Regions from separate parts of the Mus musculus genome. Here region 2 is linked to region 1. Evidence: chromatin contacts called from public Hi-C data. All regions are on one chromosome and are shown on one strand. The core of a region is the stretch at or near the end of the contact, and the rest is flanking DNA. Distances in the headings are between cores, read along the strand shown. Region 1 has its middle 16 kb from the start of Gm30212. Region 2 overlaps Adk (adenosine kinase).

Evidence for each region. A called contact is a pair of places that touch in the nucleus more often than the background predicts.
Region 2: a Hi-C map of cerebral cortex shows a contact between it and region 1, with 3 times the contacts expected there. The contact joins two enhancer-like sites. A contact is called at or near these places in 23 of 484 Hi-C or Micro-C datasets (B cells, the Ba/F3 cell line, the C2C12 cell line and 15 more) and 2 of 115 datasets of contacts at active chromatin or transcription factors (CD8 T cells and memory CD8 T cells).

Annotation. Positions count from the first base shown.
Region 1 is chr14:20,868,779-20,875,344 of GRCm38.p6, reverse strand. No RefSeq gene overlaps it. Among named protein-coding and RNA genes, the nearest start is that of Gm30212, 16 kb to the left of the region's middle. Within about 2 kb of position 1,829, at least 47 of the 459 cell types and tissues checked have an H3K27ac peak or open chromatin away from gene starts, as enhancers often do.
Region 2 is chr14:21,107,304-21,114,520 of GRCm38.p6, reverse strand. The region is part of intron 3 of Adk (adenosine kinase); the gene reads right to left. Among named protein-coding and RNA genes, the nearest start is that of Adk, 58 kb to the right of the region's middle. Within about 2 kb of position 1,505, at least 51 of the 459 cell types and tissues checked have an H3K27ac peak or open chromatin away from gene starts, as enhancers often do.

The sequences.
Region 1 (6,566 bases), core at 580-3,079:
TTGTACAAGCAGGAGGACCTGCTCTCCAGTTAGACAAAAGACCAGGCCTAGTGATGAGCATTTGGAATCCCAATGCTGAGTAGACAGAGACAGGAAGATCCTGGAAACTCACTGGGTAGCCAGTCTACCTCAGTCAGGAAGTCTCAGGCTCCAATGGGAGACTGTCTCAGAGGTGATGCTGAGGAGTGATACTGAAGTTGGACTGTGGCCTCTGCACACACCTTCACATACCTTCACACACCTGCACACACACACACACACACACACACACACACACACACACACACACACATACACCAGTATTCAGGATCTATAGCATGTATTAACCAATTCACCCTATATTGATAGAATGCTTGCCCAGAATTCATTCGGTCTTAAGTTTGTTCCCTAGTGCCTCAGGAACAATTTTCTACTACTTATCTGATAATGAGTCCGAATTTATTTTTCAAATAAATCCACTTTGTTCATCAGTCAAAGCGGACCTAATTCTTAGACATACACTGCTTCCTAAAGATACTTTTGTTTGCTTATTTATTTATTTGTTTGTTCGTTTGTTTATTTATTTATTGCCGCTCTGCCTTTTCTCTTTCTTATCCATCAATAAAGTGGCCACACTCCTATTGGATCCAAAACCAAGCAAGGGCTTGTGGCATCAATCCTCTAGGGATAATTTAGGCACATGGGCAGAGGAAGGTATGCTTTCAGGAGCTTTGCAATTTGTTTCATGGACCTTAGAGGTTAGTTCTGCCACCATTGCTGACAGGCTCAGAGCAACACTAAGGAAGAAGGAATGAAAGAAGGGAGGGAGGGAAGGAGAGAGGGAGGGAGGAAGGGAGGCAGAGTAGGCAAACAAGACTAGCAAGTTGGTATCCACGTTATTCCCAAACTGGGTAACCTTAAGGTCCCAGAGCTTCACACACTAGTGCTCTTTGACTGTATAAAACTAAACCGTGTTTAGGACTCTGCAAGCTCTAGACTAGAAAAAGAACTGCTTGTTGCGCAGTTTAGAGCTTCCATTTTCAATAATGAAAGGAATTGTAATGTTGGAGGAGGTTGGGGTGAAGGGCAAAGCAAGCTGTGCCAGTACAAACTGTTTTGCTTGTAATGACTAAAACTTCTGCCTTGGTGATATCAGCCTTCAAAGACCTATCTCTTTCCCCAATAACTTGATACCAGCTTCGGTCAAAGCACCCGCCACAGCAGCTGCACTAAGCCACGGGCTCCCTGTGTTATTTTTATCTCAGAAGCTCACTGGGACTCACTTGCTCACCAATATGTTGAGGAGAAGGACTGGGAGGCCTAAATCCTATTGTGTACCCCACAGAGATAACCCCCACATTCGCAGTGAAGACGTACTTTTACTAAACGGCTAAGACCCCTGCACCCTCCAAACAATGTTGTTTATTTACTAAAAGGCAAGAGAGCTCAGCCTTGGCCAGGTGGCCTCAGCAAGAATTCCTCCTCCCCTCCTCCTGAGAATTCACAACCCATCTCACTGCACGGAGGAGGATGGCTGTTCTGCTCCTGGATGCCAGGTACTTCACAGTCATCAGAAGGAGTCAGGAAGCAGAAGGGAAAGAAATGAATCTTGAATTTCTAACAGTAAAGCATTTCTCTCAATAGTCTGGACCCTCATTGCCGATCTCAGAACAACTTCCTAAACCCCAAGCGTGGCATACATAGCTTTGAATTAAATAGGTCCCTTCTCCAAGTCTCTTTCCACCCAGGGTCCCATCACAGTGCCCAAAAGCCATTCCACGAAGTTTCTCCTTTTCCAGCCAGCAGCGTGAGCACTTTCCTATCCACTGTCATATTTCACCCAGGAGAGGGCGCCAGCGTGACGTAGATGAAGCCAGCGTTGGGAGAAACTGAAAAACAGGGCCCAGCAGCAGGCAGAACATACCAAACTTTAGGTGATCTTGACCCAAGTGTCCAGCTAGGCCAGACACTCTGGTCTCCTCCTTGAAGCTCCCCTTACCCTTATCAGAGAAGAAAACAAGGCCAGACTAATTGTATTACATTAATCTATATTAATATAATTTATACTATAATTTAAATAAAGTATATATTATACAATGTGTAATTTATAATATATAGTATTGTAGTATTTAGTATATAGTACACATCACATACACACACACACACACACATATATATATATATACACACACACACATATATATATATACACACACATATATATACACACACACATATATATCTTAATATTTAAGGCTCAGGATACATTTGTTAAGTACCAAAAAAGATTACTAAAATTAGGTGAGCGAAGATGACTGGGGGATCGTCTTTCCACCATACCTGATGGCCTGAGATTGATCTCCAGAGATCCACACAGTAGAGAGAACTGAGTCTTGCGAATTGTCCTGTAACCTCTATGCATGTACCTATACAACCTCTCCCCCACATAAATAAATAAATGCAAAAATATTAAAGTTGTAGTATATTTTAATTGTTATGACTTAGCAAATTAAAGTTGTAACACAAACACATACTACACCTACATAGTTACATGTATATTTGAGTGTCTCTCCACATATGTTGTTTTATAACATAGTAGGGCAACTTATATAAGTTGTATGAAAATATTATAAAATTGTAGCACAATATAGTGCTGATAATGGGGCCAGGGTTAGGATGTGTAGTATCTTCTGTTGACCCCTCTGAGTACAGCTTAGTGGAGCTCTGTGATCCAGGCTCGACCTCACACATATATGGTCTAATTATCCTCTATTTAAAGGCCAATTGTCAAATGGCCCTACTAATGAATTTCTCATTCTTCACTACCATATCTTATGGCCTAGGCCACTATGACACGGTATATCAACTGTGCAATGAGGGAGAGGAAAGAAGAGGATTCGAAATTACCTGTCATCGTAAGAAAATAACTCTGTTTTGTTGGCTTGGGTTGGATTTTGCTTCTTAAGACTCTTCCTATATTGTACAGGTTGGTCTCAAACTCTTAGACCTCAGTGACTCTCTCACCCCAGTCTCCAGAGTAGCTGGGACTAAAGGCATCCATTATGACAGACTTGGAAAATCATCTTAGCTGCTTAAAAGAACAGATTGAGAGCTGGAGAGATGGCTCAGCAATTACTAGTTCTTGCTATTCTTCCAGAGGACCCTACTTCAGGTCCCAGCAGCTCACAACCTCCTGCTGTAACTCCATCTCCAGAGGCTCCCGCATTGACGTGCACATATCCCCAAATACACACACACACACATACACACACACACACACACACACACAATAACAATAAAAACAGGCGGTGGTGCCTCATGTCTTTAATAGCAGCACTTGGGAGGCAGAGGAAGGTAGATCTCTGAGTTCTACAGAGTGAGTTCCAGGACAGCCACAGGTACACAGAAAAACCCTGTCTTGAAAAGCCCAAAATAAATAACTAATAAATAATAACAATAACAATATTTTTTCTTTAAGCATCAGGACACACAGAGAGAGGACACCCTGACCTGGGGCTGCTCTCTGTACAAACCTCCATCACAGAGGTATCTCCTCTCACAGAGGTATCTCCTCTTAGGCTCCAGAGTTTTCCCTGTGTTTGTATTGTTTTTGTTAAATCAGGAAGTCTTCTTGGAAATCCTCCAGGGAGACACTGGCCTCAAGCCTGCATTCCACCCACCCTACCTCAGTTCTGGGCCAAAACAACAGGAAGTTATCTTCCCAGGAACCCAAGGTCTTGCCCTTAGGATGAGCATCAGCCCTGGTCCTGTCTCCTCTGAAGAGCAATAACTTCTTAGAGTAGAAAACAACAGTAAGATAGAAAGAGAGGGGCATTTTTCTTGGTTGTTTGTTTTTTAAATACGGTCTCAACTACATAGTTGTGGATGACCTGGAACTCAGAGATCCAACTCCCTCTACCTCCCAAGGGCTGGTATTAGAGGACATGCCACCCTGGCCCAGCCAAGTTTGTAGTTTTTAAAGGGCATCTGAAAAACTAAAGGAGTACAAAAAGGAAATCAGCCATAAAGGGCAGGAGATGGGCCAGTGGCTAAGAGCACTTGCTGTTACTGCAGAAGACCTGGGTTTCTTTGCCATCATCCACGTGGTAACTCAAAACCATCTCTAACTTTAGTTTCAGGCAGTCTAATACCCTCTTCTGAATTCCATGAACACTAGGCACACACATATTGCACATACATATAGGCGCTAAACACCCATACCTATAAAATAAGTAAATCTACATTTTTAAAACATTTGTAAGAAAACAACAATAACATATTTATTTCCAAAACATTGTTATTTATGTCCTTCCTTTTCACCTAGTGCCTGCCTGCCATAACTCCCCAGCCAGATATACAGGCTCCATTTAACAATCTTAGGTACTCAGCTTCTCCCTACTTCTTCAGCCACCAGGATATTCACCTCATCTAATCAACACAGGAGAGGGCAAAGGGTAGTGTTTGACTGTGTAGATGCAGATATACTCAAAGGTCTGTGAAATTTGGGCTAGACATAACTCCATGGTAGATCACTTGTCTAGCATGCATAAGACCCTGGATTCTATCCCTGGTACCCCAAGAGAATAAAACAAAAGAGGCCCATTAGTCTTTCTAGATGTTTAGGGAAAAACACCCAGTGCAAGTTCACCATCATATCCAGTGTCACGCTCCAGAAAGGCCTAAAAATTAAAATAATTATAATGCAGAATAAAGTTGATATCTTCTGTCCGGTGTATTCAGATAAATATCCATGTATTTGCTGTAGAAGAATGTGTTTGATCACGGGGCCTTACCTCGCTCTGCAGAACACTATGGAATAAATAGTGCATTCTCATTATTACCATATTAAGATCTGGAAAAGCCTTAAATTCCAAATATATCTGGCCACAGGGACTTTTAGTACTAAGTTGTGAATTCTGGACATTTAACCTGTCCACAGCACACTTAAAGAATCTGAGCAGTTTTGTCATAGTCAAGAAATCAACCTCACACAACATCCCCCGGAGTACCTGGCACAAATCCCTTTGTTCCATGTGCTATTTGTTAATATATAACAGAAGCCCTGGGTAGGGTTTGTTGTATGTGAGCAGGAATCTAAGCAAAACAACTTGAGAGAGAGCATGCTTCCTTGGCCTCAGAGTTTCCAGCTCATCACAGGAGCATCGTAGGGCACAAAGACTCACTTCACGATAATCAGAAGCAGCATACAGAGAGCTTCCTTGTCACCCCTTCTATTCCATTTATGTCTCCAATGTATAGGATGGTGGCACCCATATGCAGAGCAGGTCTTCCCTGTTTAGTGAATCCTCTGGAAACACCTTCACGACTTTCCTTATTTCCTAGTAGTTTTTTAATCCAATAAAATTGACGATCAAAACTGACCACCACAAGTCCACTCATTGTCAGCTTCACATGTAAACATGTCTCCCTAAACCATAGTATTATCCCTTCTGCCCCCTCCCCAAAATTTACCCTTTATCTGACAAAAAAAAATGTATTTAGTCTCTTTTTAAGATTCCCACATAGGGCTGGGCAGTGGTGGCACACGCCTTTAATCCCAGCACTTGGGAGGCAGAGGCAGGCGGATTTCTGAGTTCAAGGCCAGCCTGGTCTACAGAGTGAGTTCCAGGACAGCCAGGGCTACACAGAGAAACCCTGTCTCGGAAAAAAAAAAAAAAAAAAAAAAAAAAAAAAAAAAAAAAAAAACAACAAAAGAAAGAAAAGAAAAAGAAAAAAGAAAAAGAAAAAGAAAAAAGATTTCCACATAGTCTCAACAGTTCCAACATTGCTCAAAGTTCCAGCCCAGATCTTCTCTGAGACTCAGGGCACACTCTTAGCTGTGAGCTTACATAAAACATAAAGTACCCCACTCCCATGGCACTGTGGCACAGAGTAAGCATCGCTGCCTCACAAAGGAAGGATGGGAGCAGAGAAAAGAAGGACGGGGTGAAAATAAGGATGAAGCAGGGCAAGCACTACATGCCGCAGCTCCAGAGCCTGGGTGAGGTGTTTTGCGTTCATCAGGACTTGGACAACCCTACCCACCCCTCTGGTCTTGGTTGCAACCCACACAGCTTCTCTCTTGATCCGTCTCTTCTCTCTGCTTGCAGCTTAAAACCAGGGTGGATGCCTGGATGATCCTGTGACTCTTCCATTCTTTGTATCTTTGTACATGTGGGTGATAGGTCTCTTGATATCTTGATTGCCTGGATGGTTGAACATGAGGGAGATTTCTCTAGATAGTCTTTTGAAGGAGAATTCTCCAGAGTTTGTTCTCAAAAAAAGCAAAGCTTTTCAAATAAGTTAAAAACCCTTTACAGCCTTGGGCTGAGAGTATAGCTCACTTGATAGAATACCTATCTAGCCATCAGGAAACCCTGGATATGATCTTTAGGACTGCCACGAAGCAAGGTGTGGCATGTATATGAAGTACATATACATGCAATCCCAGCACTTGGAAGGCAGCAGCGAAAAGACCAGAAGCGTAGGGGCAACTTGAGTATAGAGTGAGTTCAAGGCCAACTTGGGCTACACAAGATGTACCCTTGAACCAGGAATGGGTGAAGTCTAGCCAATTCCAGAAATAC
Region 2 (7,217 bases), core at 256-2,755, 240 kb before region 1:
CTCTGAAACCTGTGACATCACATAGGTGGGACCTGCAGACCCATTACCAAGGCAACAGCCACCATATCCCCAGAATCCACTTAGCTCACCTCCTACCTTTACTTGTGTTACATCATTACCCATATATATAAAGAAAGCCATACCCCATCTCTCTCTCTCTCTCTCTCTCTCTCTCTCTCTCTCTCTCTCTCTCTCTCTCTCTCTCTTCCCCCCTTCTCTTTTCTGCTGCCACCTTGCCCCTCTTACACGTGGAACTGTTTTGGCCTGGTGTGCTATGTTCCAACTCGAGCCACTATTCTAACATATCACCTCCTGCCTTGGTCTCACAAGTGAACTAGGCATGCTGAGCCACACCCATCTCTTCAAGTCTGTTAACATTATAGTCAACTGTGGGATGAATTCACCTTTCATAGAGGTGGACCATTAGGAGGGGACAGGACAAAGTGAACGGAAGGTTACTTAATAAGCAGAATGACAGAAGGGGCAGGACTGGAGGCAGGCAACCTTGGGTCCTACTGTTAACACCTCAGGAGGGAATCATCAAGGAATAAAGAACGAGTAGAGTCAGAGTTGGAGACATTCTGGATATTCAAGACATTTTATTCACTAAAAAGCATACTGAGTCAGGTATGCTAGTGAACACCTTTAACCTCAGCTCAGGGAGGGTGGTTGAGTTTAAGGAGAATCGGGCCTATTTACCAAGTTCCAGTCCTGCCAGGGACATACCCTGAGACCCAATCACCAAACATAAGTAAGAAAGCCTAAAAACAAAAGTATACTGAGCGCGTAAAGGTACAAAGACAGAGGGAACTTTACCTTTGGCTGGCTCCTGAGATGAGATGGAAGGAAACAAAATTACAGGACAACCTAGCTCTTCTAATGTAAAATCTGGCCAGAAACCAGATCAGGGAGGTCAAGAAACCTTCTGGGCTGGCTGTGGGGCAGCGTGCCTTTATCAGACTGTGGAGGCACACGTTTGTGGGTTCCAGGTCAGCCAGGGGCACACTGTGAGACCCTATCTCAAAACACAAAATTTTCAGGAACATCTCTGAATCTTTCTGTTTACTTTGTTTTGAAGACACAAGCTCCACTGTGTAGCTCTAGCCATCCTCGAATTCATTTGTAGATCAAGCTGGCCTTGAACTCACAGATCCACCTGCCTCTCTGCTTCCTGAGTGCAGGGATCAATGGGGTGTGCCACTATCACCAGCTTAAGAATCTTAAAACTAAAAAAAAAAAAAAAAAAAGGAAAGAAAGAAAGAAAGAAAAGAAAAAGAAGAAAAAAGAAATTACAAACCCTAAAGGAATTGGAATCACTAAGACACCCTAACAGGCCAAATATCAATAATGAAACTAGTTAGACAACTGACACATTTCCTTAGAGATGATGAGAGAGCAAAGCAGGAGAGGTTTACAATTGCTCTCAAGGCAGGAATGACTCACAGTGCCCTTGAGAAGCCATGCCTGGGAGGCTTCTATGGAAGGAGAAAACACCACTTCAAAGTGGTCGCCACAGACAGGAACATAAAGCTATATACCACTAGGTATTCTATTTCACAAGTGTTTTGCCAACCTGTATTCAAACTGAAAGCTCGTGATCAGAAAATAAAGATCAAAGTTCCTTCACCAAAAGAGCAACCCCCGGGTTCAGATGTTTTCACAGCACACATATTGAGCAATGACTAGCGTTAGGTAAAATGGCAAAGGCAGAGGGCACAGTGAGGTAGGTAGGGGTGGGGAGGTGCTTCCCTCGCATGTGGGAGGCACCGGATGGGATCCCTGGCACCAAGGCAGAAACGTTCTTGTTAATTATGATTGTCATACCTCAGGAGAGTCGTTAGTAAAATTAAAAGTATGGTACTTAACACTGTTTTTATCTGAAAATAGGCAGAAATGTGAGGAATATTTTCATTATAATAATGAAAATGGGAAGGTTTAAATTAGGCATTAAACAGTGCCTGATGCATAACTTAATTAATAGTTTTTACACCATTAAATATATGCAGGCCAGGGAGAAGGCTCGGGGGATAATGCACATGGTGCTGAAACTTGAGGACATGAGTAGATGTACACAACCCGCCCAAGGGTCAAGTGCATGCGGTGACCCATCTGCAACCCAACATGCACCACGCCCTGATTTATAAAGTTCTGAGAACCAGGCGTAGGGCCTCAAACACACTACACAAGTACTCTACCCACTGAGGCAAATCCCCAACCCATTTGTTTGCTCTGCAACTGACTCAGAAAGAACATGTGATACAGAGGACAATCACATTAGAAAGTTTGTCTGAGTAGTTTTTTAAAAGAAACACTCTCTTATTGTCACTAAATTCTCAACTATAATTACCTCTAGAGCTGCACTAGCCATTCGTCACCATGAAGGGTCCCAGCCTATAACAGAACACCAGGGATGAGAAACTCCAAACCATCCACACCGAAGACTGTGAGGCACTTGCAAGCAAAAGCTTCGTAAGAGTACTATATAACTCAAGACTTTTTAAACCTGAAAGATATGTTTTCACAGTATATTTTCATGATGGTTCCCCTCCCCCAATCTCTCCCAGATCCTCCTCCCCACCTCGACCTCCCAACACAAAAACAGAAAAATAAAAAGCAAAAGAATAATAGGACAAAAAAAAAAAAAGTACCAAAATAAAACAAAAGTCTACAAAAATACTACAGAGTTTATTTTGTGTTGGCTAAACACTCCTGGGCATAGGGCCTGCTGTGTAATGCAGTTGACACACCCAGTGACACTCCATAGGAGAGCTGCTTTCCCCTTTGTATCAAGTGTAAACAGCTTCTTGGTTATGGGTGAGAGCCTCTGTCCACACCCCTCATTGCCAGGACCCCATCTGTGTAGGCCTTGTGTATGTTGCACGGTCTCTTCAGTTTGTATGCACATCAGTACTGCTGTGTGTGTTCTCACTGCCTTTCTGCCTCCTCTTCAGCAGAGATGCCTGATCCTTGATGGAAGGAGTTTGGTGAAGACCTCTCATTTACCACTGAGTGTTGCAAAAGTCTCTCCTCCTCTGTTACTATCTAGTTGTGGATCTCCGTGTTAACTCCCATTTAATGCAGGAGGAAGTTCTCTGACAGGAGTTGAGCAAATCTCATGACTTTTGATAAAATAAGTATCTAAAAGGTTAATGCTCTCTTTTGCTACACACACACACAGAGAGAGAAAGAGAGGGGGAGAGAGAGAGAGAGAGAGAGAGCGAGCAAGCACTCAATCACTAAGCTATACTCAAAGTCCAGAGCAACATATTTAAAAAAAAAAAAAAACAAAAAAACAAAAATACCTGATTAGAGAAACCTAAAACTGTCTTTTAAAAGCTCAAACCAAAAGAGCAGTTACAGTAACTATATAAACTTAACTACCAACATGAAATACTTGCTAAAATTAGGAGCACTTAAAAACGAATTTGATTCAAATGTTGGAGAAAAATCAAGTCTTTTGCACTCTGCTAAGAAAGTATAAGGGAGCACATTTAGGTAGGCCTAAGTGCAACACGCATTTCATTCACTCAGGCGATACCTTAAATTTCTCACTAACACAAAGCAATTTCAAGAATAATACAAATTCATACATTATTGGGGGAACTTTGCTATGAGGAATGTTTTCACACATACTAACATTTTTTAAAAAAAGAACTGGGGTCCCATGGTCAAAATGTCACCCAGAGTGATTGGATATAAAAGAAAACTTCAAAAGAAGGTCCTGATCTCTTCTACATAAAACCTTGACGGCTTTGTTAAATTACTAGAAAGTCATGCTGCAGTCTTAACGGAGTTCCACAGAGGGAGCCAGAAGCAAAGAATAAAGCGATGATAAAGCAAACTTCCAATCACAGTCTGCTGGAAGTTATGGGTTTCCAGTCCATGATATGAGCTCAGAGTATCTTCTGACGGTCCATCTCAGTGATCAACCAACTCAAAATAGCACAGACAGTATGCTTGTGGTAGCACTCCACTTCCAAGAAGACACAAACTACAAACTCACTAACTACACTTACAACTAGTAGTGGTTTTGTTCAGTTTTGTCTCAATTACTTAAAAAGATGGCCCTCTGGAAGACATCATCTCTTCATTTTTTTGGAGAACAAGTCCACATAACCTAGCTTCAGTCTCAAAAATAATACATCCAAGCCGCAGTATACCCAAAGGTCCCTAGGAGATGCAGAAGGTGTACTTCACGCTTTAATATGGAGCCAGTACCCACTGATCACAATGGAGAGTTGGGGTAAGATGCCTATCACACAGATATTTTGAATTTTATCAGAAGCTTAGTTTGTTGTTTTGTGATAAATGATAATTTTTGTGTAAAAAAAGACTGTATGATCATCAGTTCAGTAATAATATTGATGATGACAATGGTAATGGCCGCAATTCTCCCTGCAAGAAGGGACGCACTTCATTTCTTATTCTAGATAGCATGCTACTTGAAGAAAAATCAAAGTTATTTCTCATACACAGTTAATTACATGGGGCTGCAGAAATGGTTCAGCAGTTTAGAGCACCGGCTGCTTCCCAATAGATCTGGGTTCAGTTCCCAACACCCACTTCACAACCAGTTCACCAGCTTCCAGGGGGTCTGATACACTCTTCTGGCCTCTACAAGCACTAGGCACATATGTGGTATACAGACATACATGCAGGCAAAACAGCAACACACATGAAATAAGTACCAATTTTGTTCAAATAAAAGAATAATTTTATGCTACTGGTACTAACACATGTTCCTTCTACTTGAGATAAAATAGAAGACTTTGTATGCATTTTCTGTATTCTGCATAGAGTACTAGTGTACACCCTAAGGAGCTTTTCAAAGACTAATTCAAACAACATAGAAAAGTTACTTTGTAAAGATTAAGACTACATAGAAAAACAGTTTGAAAAGTAATGATTCTGGGCCCTGCTGGGATGTAGTTCAGTATTTAGAGTGCTCGCCTGTATCCCTGAGGCTAGGATTGGTTCCCTCCACTGGAAACAAACACAGTGTATAAATAAATGTTTCCTACATGAAAGAGACTGGAACCTTAGCTTGAATTTCCCAATGGAAGTAACATGCATCAAATCAAAGAAGTAAGATGGAAGAAGTTGGACATGTTCTCGGGAAAGGAGACCCAAGGCAAGCAAGGACTTCAGTGATGAGGATTCTGATTAAAACTCTCAAGGAAATGAAAAATACACAATAGGCTTAATATACCATATAACACACAAAATTCAGAATATAACTCAATTAAACTATAAGTCTGACATTTCCTAAGCACAAAAGCTTTCTGTATTAATCTGACATAAACCTTTGAATTTTTGCCTCACCTTGGAAGAATTTTAAATATCTTCAAATTGAAAAAAGTCAGATATACACAATACCTAATCAGTTTTCGGCAACCCATTTGGTTGTAGGTCTAAGGTGATTTCTAAAATCACAAATTGGTCCTGTGATATTAATTTAGGCGGCAAGATACTGTGTGTGTTGTTCTCAGTCACTAAACCGAACACTAACCTTCTTTTAAAATGACTGTGCATGGAGAGTTGACTGTGGATAAGAACACTTGCTGCTCTTGCAGAGGATTGGGGTTTTGTTCCCAGTACCCACGTGGCAGCTCACAACCATCTGTAACTGCAGGGCCATCGAACCCAACATCTAGCCTCCACCGGAACCATGCACACGTGTGGTGAACATGCTAGCAAAACATTTATAAATACAAAGTAAAATCATCTTTAAAAATAAATAAATACAATAAAATTACTGTATGCTTTAGGAGCATTTTGGTGGAGCCAAAAAGAAGAAGGGGGTGGGGAGCTTAAGAGGGAAGCAGAAGAGCAGCCTCTGGCCCAGCACTGTGATGAATGCTGGTTTACCTGTGACAGGTCCCTTTACTCCTGTGTCTCCCACCCGATGTGTGACAAAATAGGTACTGGGCTTTGCCTTAGCATCTGTCTTTCAAAGTCAAACAAATAAACCTAAGCCCCTTGAAGAGAGATTGATTTTTCTCCCCCTGCTTTGTGGAGTATAGCAAAGTGGGAGGAAAATCAACTATCCAGTTTAGGCTATCTCTATAAAGTGGTATGAATAAGTTTTTGTTAATAACTTTAGCAATTATTAACTTTTCTTTCATGAATTTTCCTGATCACATCTCAACACTATTCACATTCCAAGCAATGTAAAATTTATATGTTTATAAATGAATATGTATATAAAAGTGGTTCTATCTTTTACCATTGCAGGTATGCTCAAATATAAGAAATCAAACTATTCTTAAGTCTCTATTTACAAATAAAGTTAGTATCTTTCACTTTTTTGATTCCTTTATTGAGATATGATAAGTATACAAAACTATACAGAATCTTTGAGCAGTACCTAGTATGAAGATATGACTTGGATATAAAATGCAGGTCCTCGGCCCCTGGCTTTTGTTAAAGGCTTTGTCCATAATGCAATGTTCACAAGGGACATTTCTGGATAAGGAAGGGATCATGGGAGCTCTGTCTTAATCTGTGGACTATCCTGCTAATGGATTAAGAATTTAACCGTGTTATTGAGAGGTGACACAAAGTAGGAAGATGGGAGGCCTCCCTGGTGGTGGTGTGTTCTTAAAAGGAATTACCTCATAGCTGCCTCTCTCCTTCCCTCTCTCTCACCTCTCTCCCTTTAAATCTCTCTGTTTGTGCTTGTTGGTCTCCCAGAACAGCACCCTGCCACCACACTGTTTTGCCACAGTCTCACAGTGATGAAGCCAGCCACCCCAGACTGACTGAAGTCTCTGAGTCCAAAATAAACCCTTTAAATGGGCTCCCAGGCCACGTTTTCACAGACGTGTTAATGTTCAAACACAGTAACTACCACAAGGGGAAAAAAACACTGAATCAAAGGGGCATTTTTCTTATTTTAAGCTATTCCATTTATAAAACTATGATTGTAATGGGGTAAAAACAAATCCATAGAAAACTAATAACCGGTTTCATTACGGGATTATTCACAGAGCCAAGCAGGAGCCCCACAGTTCTGGACTAATCACATCACAACTGTAATTGTTCCACTTGACTAACTTGAAACCATTCCCTAGAGCAGAGTATTCCGTGTATAGAAACAAGCAAAATCCTGCTCAGAAAAACAAATGTCACTGCTGACCGAATTTTTCCCTGTATGGCAAGCGGGTTTTCCAGGGTGTGGCTGGGGAGAATGCCCAAGAAGCATGATGACTGCTTAT